Regions from separate parts of the Rattus norvegicus genome. Here region 1 is linked to region 2. A link is a contact called in public Hi-C data. All regions are on one chromosome and are shown on one strand. The core of a region is the stretch at or near the end of the contact, and the rest is flanking DNA. Distances in the headings are between cores, read along the strand shown.

The links. Hi-C and Micro-C count contacts between places; a contact is called where the count stands out from the background.
Region 1: a Hi-C map of kidney shows a contact between it and region 2, with 3 times the contacts expected there. The contact joins the enhancer-like site here to the promoter of Brd7 in region 2. A contact is called at or near these places in 4 of 12 Hi-C or Micro-C datasets (the A7r5 cell line, Schwann cells, frontal cortex and 1 more).

What each region holds. Positions count from the first base shown.
Region 1 is chr19:35,085,885-35,091,461 of GRCr8, reverse strand. Heatr3 (HEAT repeat containing 3) reads left to right here. Exons shown (of 15, transcript XM_341654.10): 7 at 2,348-2,631. Among named protein-coding and RNA genes, the nearest start is that of Heatr3, 15 kb to the left of the region's middle. Within about 2 kb of position 3,416, at least 32 of the 93 cell types and tissues checked have an H3K27ac peak or open chromatin away from gene starts, as enhancers often do. A contact at or near this core is called in the A7r5 cell line and Schwann cells, where this site is marked.
Region 2 is chr19:34,879,045-34,884,609 of GRCr8, reverse strand. It overlaps Brd7 (bromodomain containing 7), which reads right to left and starts at 2,306. Exons shown (of 17, transcript NM_001401243.1): 1 at 2,048-2,306; 2 at 1,648-1,856. The coding sequence starts at 2,096. It overlaps LOC120098503 (a long non-coding RNA gene), which reads left to right and starts at 1,136. Exons shown (of 5, transcript XR_010060124.1): 1 at 1,136-1,541; 2 at 5,503-5,565.

The sequences.
Region 1 (5,577 bases), core at 2,167-4,666, 210 kb before region 2:
TCTCTGTGGGCCTGGATGTCTTTGCAATCTTTGTAGGGTGGCCTTAAACTCAGACATCTGCCTGCCTCTGCCTCCAGAGTGTTGGGATTAAAGGCGTGTACCACTGCTGCCTAGGTTACTTTTTCTCTTTATATGTGTGTGGTTGTGTGAATTTACTCCACATGTGTGAAGGAGCCTGAGGATCAGAAGAGGTCATTGGATCCCCTGGAGCTAGAGTTATGGACAGTTGTGAGCCACCATGTGACTGCTGAGAAGTGAACAGTGGCCCTCTGAAAGACCAGCCAATGCCCGTAACCCCTGAGCCGTCTCTCCAGCCCATCCAGTGTGACAAACTATGTTTGTCTAACATAGAAGTGCTCTACTTAGACTTTCCGCTCTCTTTTTTTTTTTTAAAGATTTATTCATTTATTATATACAAGTACACTGTAGCTGACTTCAGACACACCAGAAGAGGGCGTCAGATCCCATTACAGATGGTTGTGAGCCACCACGTGGTTGCTGGGAATTGAACTCAGGACCTCTGGAAGAGCAGTCAGTGCTCTTAACCGCTGAGCCATCTCTCTCCAGCCCCTGCTCTCTTTTTTTAACGATTTATTTTTACTTTATGTGCATTGGTGGTTTGTTTGCGTATATGTCTGTATGAGGGTGTTGGGTCCCCTGGAACTGGAGTTATAATAGTTGTTATCTGCTCTATGGGTGCTGGGAACTGAACTGCAGTCCTTTGGAAGAACAATCAGTGCTCTTAACTGCGGAGCCATCTCTGTACCCAGCTTTCCCGTTTCCCATGACCCACTGAGTGAGTTCACAGTTCACTTAGAGCAGCTAAGACATGACCTGCTCTTCTATGAGCTTCATCCTCCCTTTTTTTTTTCTTTTTTTGCCCCAGTGTCTCTGAATATAGAAATCTGAAGTGATCTGATGGTTAGTTCCGTAGCATATACTTCATAATGCTCTTCATCCTGAAGAGTGACTCTATCCACTAAGTGAGAACACTTCCTGACCCTGCTCTCCCTCCCCATCTCTGGACACCACCATTCTGCTTCCTGTTTCTATGGATTTGACTCTGGTAAAAACCTTATACAAATAGAATCATTTGGACTTGTCCCTTTATGACTAACTTACTTCCCTTGGCCTAAGGTTTTCAAGGCTGTCTACATAGTAACATGCATTAGTACTGATTCTTTTTATTCTTTGAAACAGGGCCTTCTGTAGCCCAGTTTGGCCTCAAACTTACTTCTAGTCTGATGACAGCAAGCCCCTACTCCTTGAGTGCGAGGAATATGAGTGTGTGTCACCATACCCAGTTCATGATATGTTGGGGAGCAAACCCAGCACTCTGCTGTTTTCTTCTTTTCCAAAGCTGAGTAGTATTCCTGTGCGTGTGTGCGTGCGTGCGTGTGTGTGTGTTTACTGCTCTTTGGGCTTTGGTTGGTTGGTTTTCGTTTTTTGAGACAGGGTCCTTCTGTAGTGCTGCCTGTCTTGGAAGCCATTCTTCGTTTGTCTGTTGAGCCTCAGATGGGCACCCGGGTTAATCTTTTTGTTAATTATGTCACAGTGATCATGACTAATGTCTTCTACCCTCTACTCCCAATGGTTTTAGTTATGCCTAAGTGGCGTTTTCATTTTATTACTTTTTTTGGTGATGAGGTCTCATATGGCCTGGTTATAACTTGTGTTGTAGCTGAAATTGACCTGGAACTTCTGATCCTCCTGCCTCCGCCTCCTGAGGTGTTCTTACTGGTGCAGCACCACCCCTGATTTACAGTCCTGGGGTTGAACCCAGGGCTTCGTGCGTACCAGGCAAGCATTCTTCCAGCTGAGCTGCATCCCAGACCTTGCCATTCACTGTAAAAAATTATCCGGTTTCTTCCTGGAAGCACTATCTTACTTTGTTAGAAAGAAACGAGAACTTGCCGTCTGTCTTCTGTTTGGTTTTGGAGGATTAAAACATCCCAGTACACTTGTAACGTAAAGCTGCCGAGAAGAACAGCTGAGGGGAAAATGGAAGAACACAAGGCACTTCCCACACTTTCAGAGAACCTTGATCAGTGTCTCAGGGTGTGCAAGTTCTGCACCAGAGAAAAGTGTGTGCCAAGCCGGGATGAGCAAAGGCAGTTGGGCTGGATATTTTGAAGTTACACTAGAGCCTAAAGACTCAGCCCAGTGGAAACTGCTCTTCCCTCACTGTTACATGTTGTTTAATTAGTTACATTTCACCTATTTTCACTATTTAGCATTTCCTCTTATTATACCGAGTCAGTCTGTGTATCACCCGGTCAGTGTTAGAGCCTATTTTTAATAAAGATTCCATAGGCAGTTCCTTTTCTTCGTGCTTGTTTTTTCCCAGGCACAATCTGGAACCTAAAGGACATTATTCCGTCTAAGAGCCAGGCAGAAATCATAAATGCCATCCTAAACACGTTGTCTGAAGTTCTGGGGGTGAATGCTGGCGACACAGTCATTCAGATGAAGGAGGCTGAAACCCAGCGACTAAAGGATGCCGCAGAGAGCGAGGACATACTAGCCAATGCCAACGGCGATGGTGAAATGGAATTTCAAGATGATGAAATGGAAGAAATTCCTCATAAAAGAAAACTCAGAAGGAAAACGTTTATTTCCGATTTACTTCCAGTAAGTCAGATTGATGTTCGATATGAATTAATACATTTTATTTTTTATTTTATGTGCATTGGTGTTTTGCCTGCTTGTTTTGCCTGTGTAAGAATGTCAGATCTTGGAATTACATACAGTTGTGAGCTGCCATGTGGGTGCTGGGAATTGAACGTGGACCTCTGAAAGAACAGTCAGTGCTCTTAACTGCTGAGCCGTCTCTCCAGCCCTTCAACATGAATTAATATGTCAGTTTGCTTCTATAGGTTTCCATAGCATTACCAAAAAAAAAAAATTAGGCAATTTTTCAGTAAGAGTTGTATTTCCTGTTGATTCTCATTGTAACATGAGAAATGTACCCATGTAGAAGAAACAAGAAACAATATCTCTTATCTAAAACGGAACCTTCCTGTGTGGGGGCTTTCAGAACACTTTAGCAATAGCAACCTGTCTTCCTGACTCCCAGCTCAGTTACCTGTCTCCTCCAGGCAGTCTTCACACTGATCTTACTCTTCTTACTTTTTGACTGAGTTCTTACCTCTTTTATTTTAATGCCTGTCTTTAGCAGAGCAGCAGAGCGAGCCTTCCGTCCCCACTGCTGCTGAGCAGAAGAGGTTGGGGAGTGGGTGTGCTCGTGCTGCTGTGATATGCCGCAAGGGTGCGCAGCTGCTAGTTACTTCAGCCGAAAGCGTAGGTAGACCCGAGCTTTGGGAGAATGTTTTTGGCCTGGAGGCAAGAGTATCTAGGAAGACAGGCCAGACCCCGTTGGGAAGATGCGTGCCTCCCGTGCTGCTTATGTGTACTCAGTGCTGTGCTAGTTACAGGCGAGACTCTTCAGCCGAGCTTCTGCACTGGGGAAATCCCCTTTAGGAAGACAAACTCGTAAGCCTGTGGTTACGTTAGCCCGATGCTAAGTATGGTGGTAGACTTGTTATCAAATTCCCGAGTAATTCGGTAAGCCTGGTGCATATGATTAACTCCAGATGGGAGAGCAGAGGAGGAGAGGCTGTTGGAGATGGCACAGGGCCAAGTGAGCTGTCTGAAGTGGTGAAGTAAGAGAGAGCTGTGGAGACAGGGTAACGTTTAGAGAGTCAGTCGGCTGGATGAGGTAGTGTGAAGGCAGGAAGAGCAGGAGCCTACAGAGGAAAGTGACACACCTCAGCTAGGAGAATACAATTCACATTCTCTCATGGGACAGTACCAGCGCTGGCTTGTCCTGACTCACATGAGGTTGATTGGAATTAATTGTCTTGTGTCAGCATCTTACATTTCTGATTAGTTTATATTACTGAGAATTCTTTAAATAGATTATAGCTCAGAGTAAATATATTTTCTTGTAGATTTTGTTTGATTGCAGCTGCCCTAGTAAGTAGGGTTATGAGTGTTTATCCCCATCCCTAACTCTTACATTCTTGAAGACTTAGAAAGCATAGTTTTTGTTTTTTTAAAGATTTTTATTTATGGGATTGGGGCTTTAGCTCAGTGGTAGAGCGCTTGCCTAGCAAGTGCAAGGCCCTGGGTTCGGTCCCCAGCTCCGAAAAAAAAAAAAAAAAAAAAAGATTTTTATTTATTTTTGTATGTGAATACACTGTAGCTATCCTTAGACACACCAGAAGAGGGCATCAGATCCCATTACAAATGGTTATGAGTCACCATGTGGGTGATGGGAACTGAACTCAGGACCTCTGGAAGAGCAGCCAGTGCTCTTAACTACTGAGCCATCTCTCCAACCCACAAAGCACAGTTTTATGTTTTGTTTTGTTTTGTTTTTTTAATTATTAGATTTTCATTTTTGTTGGGAGAGAGGAGCTTATGCATAGAACATGTGTGGAGGTCAAAGGGCATCTTGCAGGCATTAGTCCTTTTGCTTCCACGGGGGACCTGGAGATTGAACTCAGATTAGGCTTAGCATCAGGACCATTGAACCACTAAGCCTTCTTTTCAGCCTGCATGACTCATTTAATCTTAGTGCTCTGTGGGAATCAAGCTTTTTATAAGTTTCCTGTAGACCAAACAATGCCATAATAAGAACCACAGCAGCTCCCCTGTGATCACAGGACATATAGAGGGACATACAGTCCTCTCACGTCTCTTGCTCAGCATTATTGAAAACCAGCAACAGTGTCTAAAGGGAGGTATCTGTGAGTAGTGTTTCTCGGGAGTACATGGTGTCTAGATGTGCCTGACCTGGGCTGTGCCTGGTTTTATATCCACGTATAGAAGGTAGGAATGTTGGTGCTTTTAGCGGAGCTCTCATATTCTTCCTTGTCCTAAAGGATTCAGGTATACTGCTTTTCTACCCCATCTGCACTCAGACGTTGAGGTGGTTTTGAAACAGTCTACCTGGGTAGCCCAGGTTGGCCTCAAACTTTTTCTTTACGTCTGGAGTTCTGGATTACAGCATTTACCTTCGGACATGGGAATTCCTATTAACCTATTAGGGAACTCTGAAGAATCTGAAGTTCTTGCTAGGAGTCAGATACTGGTGTTCATGTGCGACTCTTCTTGTCTGCAGTCTTGCTTCCAGGAAGCTCCTAAAAGGAGTAAGGAGAGGAGAAACACCCACTCTGACCAGATCGAGATAGAAATGTCATTGCTTAAAAAATAATTAGGGATTAGTTCTAACGTTTACTGCCCTCCTGGGAATACAGATCTGAATATGAATATATTAGCCAGATGTATTTCCTTAAGAATTTAAAACAGAGGTACTGTAGGCTGGGAGATGGCTCATTGAGTAAGAGTGTTCCAGGAAAAAAAAAGCCAGATATGGCTGCATTTGCTTGGAACTCCAGCATTAGCAGCTGTAGACGGGTGGATCCTCAGAGCTCAATGGCCAACCATGCTAGCCAGAACAGTAGGCGTGTGTGTGTGTGTGTGTGTGTGTGTGTGTGTGTGTGTGTGTGTGTGTGTGAGAGAGAGAGAGAGAGAGAGAGAGAGAGAGAGACCGAGAGACAGAGACAGACACAG
Region 2 (5,565 bases), core at 1,057-3,556:
GAGTGCAAACACTGTATCCACTGTTAAAGGAAAATGACAACAGAGAGCCAATCCAAAAGTTCTAAGAAAGCAAATACTGGTCACAGACTGAATCAGGACCCTTACCAGCAGCCAGAAAAGAAGTAAAGTCTGAGTAACTTTCAGTCTTAAAATTCTGAGAGAAGGGGGGAATGGAAAGATGACTCAACAATTCAGAGCATTGTTCTTACAGCTTTGGACAGCTTAGGACTGACTGCTTGTAACTCCAGCTCTAAGGAATCTGACACCCTCTTCTGGGCTCCACAAGTACCTGCATGCACCCCAATCCCATGCACTAAATTTTAAAATTCTGAGAGAAAATAGTTTTCAATTTAATTTTCTATACTGACTCAAACTCTGTTATCTGTATGAGAAGTCTACCCAAGGGCAAAGATTTTTAAATGTGGAGAGCATACCAAAATCTACCTATTCAATTTTTTTCTTAGGCTTCTAAGCCATCCATAATCCCAGCAACAGGAAAAAACAGAATGATAGCTACATACTGAGTTCTGGGCCAGCTGCACACCTGATGTCCGAGAGCCCAAGAGAATAATCAAGGCGAGTCTTGTTGAGCTCACAGGTAAAACAATCTACACGGTCACTTCCAAAGTTCTCAGTTAGAACAAAAGGACTCATGCCTGTGCAGTTTTGTAACTTAGGAAATGAGAACACCAGGCAGCCTGACCACAGCCTGAGACCACTGTCACGGTCAAACAACAAAATCAGGGCAGAAAGGAATACATCTAAAACATTTTCCCCTTCCTGAACAATTTAAGACATTTTAAAGAGACAATCTCTAAGGCTTGGCTACTCACCAATGACTGTACAAAGCAAAGAAAAATTCTAAAACCAAGCTTCAGAAAGGATGACTTTTAAAAAGCACTGATCAATTTAGCAAGCTACTTAAAGGCAGCTAAAATTCTGGAAGCACAGAATTCTAGGACAATTTCAGATATGGATGGCTCCAGTTACTAAGTTAATTCACACTATTCAGCCTACCTGGTAAATCAAGACATTAGATACTTATTCTTTTCTATTTAATGAAAATGATTGTTTATTTTTTACTCTTGGCTTATAATTATTTTAGGCTCTTTTCAAGAGTCTTAAACTTGACTCTTTTTTAGGGAGACAGTTGCATTAAGCAGCAGCAGCAGCAGCAGCAGCAGCAGCAGCAGCAGCAGCAGCAGCACAGGGTGGCCTCAGTCTCCTGCGTGCTGAGATTACAGGCACGTGCCATCGCCACACCTCGTCAGCTCGATTTGGCATTAAAATAGCTTATTTCAGAAGAACATGTGGACACCTGTAGATCGCCTTCACTTCTGAAGAACAGCTACGTTTGCAAAACCCCCCACGCTTTGTGGTGAATAACTTCTCACCCTTCCAGGACAATTATAAAAACAGCCTTTGAGGCAGCCACAGAAGACCAGGACTCAGTTGCTTGCAGGATGTGTGGGGACAGCGAGAGTGCTCGAGAGGATACCTAAGACAAGACTTGCTGAGCTCCCAGGCGATTCAGGCTTCAGGTCTGTCTTACTCCCACAAAGCCAGACTTCCCAGGTCCCTTGGTGTCCCACTGGATAGAGGGATAAGGAGCTGGACACGGGCCATAAGCAATATAGCCACCTTTACCTTGACTCTCCTCCGTTTTCTCCCCTTCTCTTCCCCCGGAGCCTGCTTCTCTCCTTTCTTCCTCTTTTTCCGTTTTCTGTCCTTGTGTTTGTCATGGTCGCTTCTGTCTTCGAAGAGGCTGGAGTCGTGCCCGGAGCTGCCCGTGGAGAGCTCAGTGACTTCGCTCCCTCCCACTTTGAGGACTAGCTTCAGGGGCTTCTCCACGTACTCTGAAACAAGAGCAGGGCGCAGGCTGACTCGGGGCAGACCGAGAGCTGGCGCCCCACCTCCCAGCGCCCCACGAACACCCGCCGGGGCCGGCAGGCCCGAGTCGAACGCCGCCCCGCCGGAGGATCTCCGCGGGTCGGGGCCTGGCGGGCAGGGGCGGCGCGGCTCTGCTGGCAGGCCCGTGGTTCCTCACCCTCGTAGAAGTGTCGGTCCGACTTGTGCTTCTTGTGCTTCTTGCCCATGTCCCACCGGGCCCCAGAGCCCGCCCCCCGCGCCAGGCCCAGGCCGTGCGGCGCCGCTTCCGGTCCGGGCCAGGCGAGCGGAGGGCGGGAGCGGGGCCCGCGAGACCCCGCGCCGCGAGGCAGGGGGACGGCACGCGCCCGGCGGCGCGAGGTCCCTCACGAGAAGACCACGCGCGGGACGCGGCAGAAGCGCGAAAGCAGTGGCGGGAGGGCGAGAGGCCGGCGCACCGGCGGGAGAGAAGGGCCACCAAGCGGTCTGGGTGCAGGCTGCGGCGCGTAGTGGCCCCTGGCGGCCGGAGGCGGCGCTGCAGCCTGTGGTGGAGGGCGGGGCCGTGTCTGGGGGCGGGCTCGGAGGCGGGGCCCGCCTCTCTGACTTTTTTTCTTCCCTGACTCTCTTCCCTCCTTTCTTGAGTCGTTTTAACTTTTCTTCACTTTTGTTTCTTGTCTTTAACAATAGTATTGAACTCCATCTGTACCGGATCTGGCAGAACCAAGAATACTGGTCCTGCCAATCCTAATGATCTTCGTTTGATCTCCAGGTTCCACATGATGGAGAGACTCTAATCCTGAAAGTTGTTGTCCTCTAACGTTTACATCCATTTGCATCCCTTACACAAACAAATAGATACAGAAAGAACAAAAACAAAGGTTTGTTGACGGTAGGGTAAAGCCTGCAAGAAGTTAACTAAATAAAACGCATCAAGTGTGGAGCAGTGCACTTGGAAAGCGAGACCGGAAGTGAAGGTGTGGCATGGATTCAAAGGCTGGAAACACAGCACTGCTTAATTTGATTATTTCAGATGACCAGGACGGTATGGGGATGGATTCCTTTAGTTTTATGTTTTTCTTTGTGGTTTAAAAATACAATTTATATGCTAAAATAACTGGAAAGAAAAGAAAGCTAAGGGTCTAGAAATTAGCTACAACTTGCTGAGAAAAGCTGATGAAGTTGCAACTATTGGCTCCCCAGGGAGGCCCAGGCTGCCTGCTGCTTTGTCTGCTTCTAACTTGTTCGTGGGTTGGTCAGTGCCCTTCCTGTTCTCTTATCTCTGGGTGCCCAGCCCTTCTGGGCAGTGGCTCACTGACAATTTTGTCCACTGGCACAGATAAGCCACGTTTAAGATCTGCTTGTGCTGGGTGTGGGTGTGGTGGTGCACGCGTGGGCGTGTGTGCTGGCGCATCCCAGCAACTCTAAGGCAGGAGGACTGAATCCCAGACTAGCCAGGGCTACATAGTGACATGCTATCTAAAAATAGTGCTCAATGTCACATGTCCAGAGGTGTCTGGGAAACACAGGAAACAAAGCCCTGTCAGTGTGTGTGTGTGTGGTGTGTGTGTGTGTTTGTGTGTGTGTGTGTGTGTGTGTGTGTGTGGTGTGTGTGTGTGTTTGTGTGTGTGTGGTGTGTGTGTGTGTGTGGTATGTGTGGTGTGTGTGTGTGTGTGTGTGTGTGTGTGTGTGTGTGTGACGATTTTACAAAATAGAAAAAGCAGGTAATATTTATATTTCCATTTTATAATGGAGGAAATGGATGCCCACAGAAGGAAGTAAGGTAGGGGTCAGATGTAGAATCAGTATTCAATCCAGGCCTGAACTGGAGTCTCAATCCTTTTCATTAGTTACTACACACAGTACAAAGGGTTCTATATGCCCTTTATAGTGCCCTATATGTTTTGTAAAATAAACTTACGATTTCTTTTTGTCCCGAAGAAAGAATCTGATAGCGATCATTTCTACTGTACTCAGAAGTGGACTTGGGAGTGGAGAGAAGACGCAGGAGTTAGAGCACTTGCTGTTTTTCCAGAAGGCCCGAGTTCAGTTCCCAGTACATACACACATCCACCAGCTCACAGAACCTGTAACTCCAGTTTCAGGGCGATGTCTCCTGCTTTGTCCTGACTCCTTGGGCACCTGCATTCACTCAGTGCACCTAGATACAATCTCACACACATAAATTGAAACAACAACAACAAAAACCAACACCAAGTTGGACTCTTGGATGATTTTTCCCAGCAAGATTTGTATATTTATTTCCATGTGTGGTACGCTAGGGAAGTAAACCTCTGTAGGAAACCTCAAAGTCAGCTCAAGACACTCCAAGACCAGGTTCTCAGCACAAAAGAAGTTTAGTTGCTTCAGAGACACAAAGGCCAGGGAGTAAGACACAAAGGCAGGAGATGGAGGATATAGGAGAAGGGGAAGAGGACAAGGGAGAAGGGAGATGGGTATTTGTCCCAGGACTGTCTCTGGATACAAAGGAGACAGACAGGGTTCACAGGTAAAAGGAGAAAACTGAGTGCCAGGATGAGGCGTTTAATTTTGACTGGGCATGTTAATTAGGTTAGCCAAAGTGGGCTTTTGATAGCTGGACCCCGGAGGGTAACTTCAGGAGGAGGAATTAGCCAAACAAGGGAATAGACTTTGGTGGCTAGTTTTAAATATTTAGCAAGGCAGAGAGAATGGGCAGAAGGACAAGGCCTGTTAGAGCCATGCTTGCCACACATGAGCTGGCCAGAGTCCCTTCACTGCTACTTTTAGGTAATGCATTTTTAGGTAAATGGCCTATAGCCGAGCTACCCCAGCCCTGTAGCTTAATCTTGAATTCCAGTGTTGAGATGAAAGGCTGATATTTTAGGACCCTGCCGTTTGCAAGTGATAGAAAACCCAATTTGAGCTGGACTTGAGGCTCACACCTTTAATCCCAGTACTGCAGAGGCAATAGGCAGAGAAGCAGAGGGGCAGAGGGGCATAGAGGCAGAGAGGCAGAGAGGCAGAGAGGCAGAGTGGCAGAGAGGCAGGGAGGCAGAGAGGCAGGGAGGCAGAGAGGCAGGGAGGCAGAGAGGCAGGGAGGCAGAGTGGCAGAGAGAGAGGCAGAGAAGCAGAGTGGCAGAGAGAGAGGCAGAGAGAGAGGCAGAGGCAGGTGGATCTTTGTGAATTTGAGGCCAGTCTGGCTTACAAAGAGTTCCAGGATAATCAGGGCTATTGCCCTGTCTCAAAAAACCAGGAGAAGGAGGAAGATGAGGAAGAGGAAGAGGAAGAGGAGGAGGAGGGGGAAGAGGAGGAAGAAGAGGAAGAGGAAGAAGATGGTAGAGGAGGAGGAGGAGGAGGAGGAAGAAGAGGTGGAATAGGAGAAACAAGAAGAAAGAGAAAGAAAGACCCAATGTGAATTATTTCAAGTCAGTAAAAAAGGGGATTTATCAGTTTACTTGTCTCAAAGGTGCTGTTGGTCTCCCCAATACCCTCTCAAGCTTCTGTCCAGTCCTACCCCATATAGTTGGAAACATGACCACCAGCTGTTGCTGGGATCTTTATGTATCCTGACAGCTGGGGAAAAGATCTCAGCTTCACCTAGAAAAAAAAACTCAGGGAAGAATGCTGGTTGACAAACTTGAGACATTTGTTTTGTAGGCGATGGATCCAGCCTGGGTACCAAGTCCAACCTGGTGGCCAAAAGGACTGGGACAGGGAAGG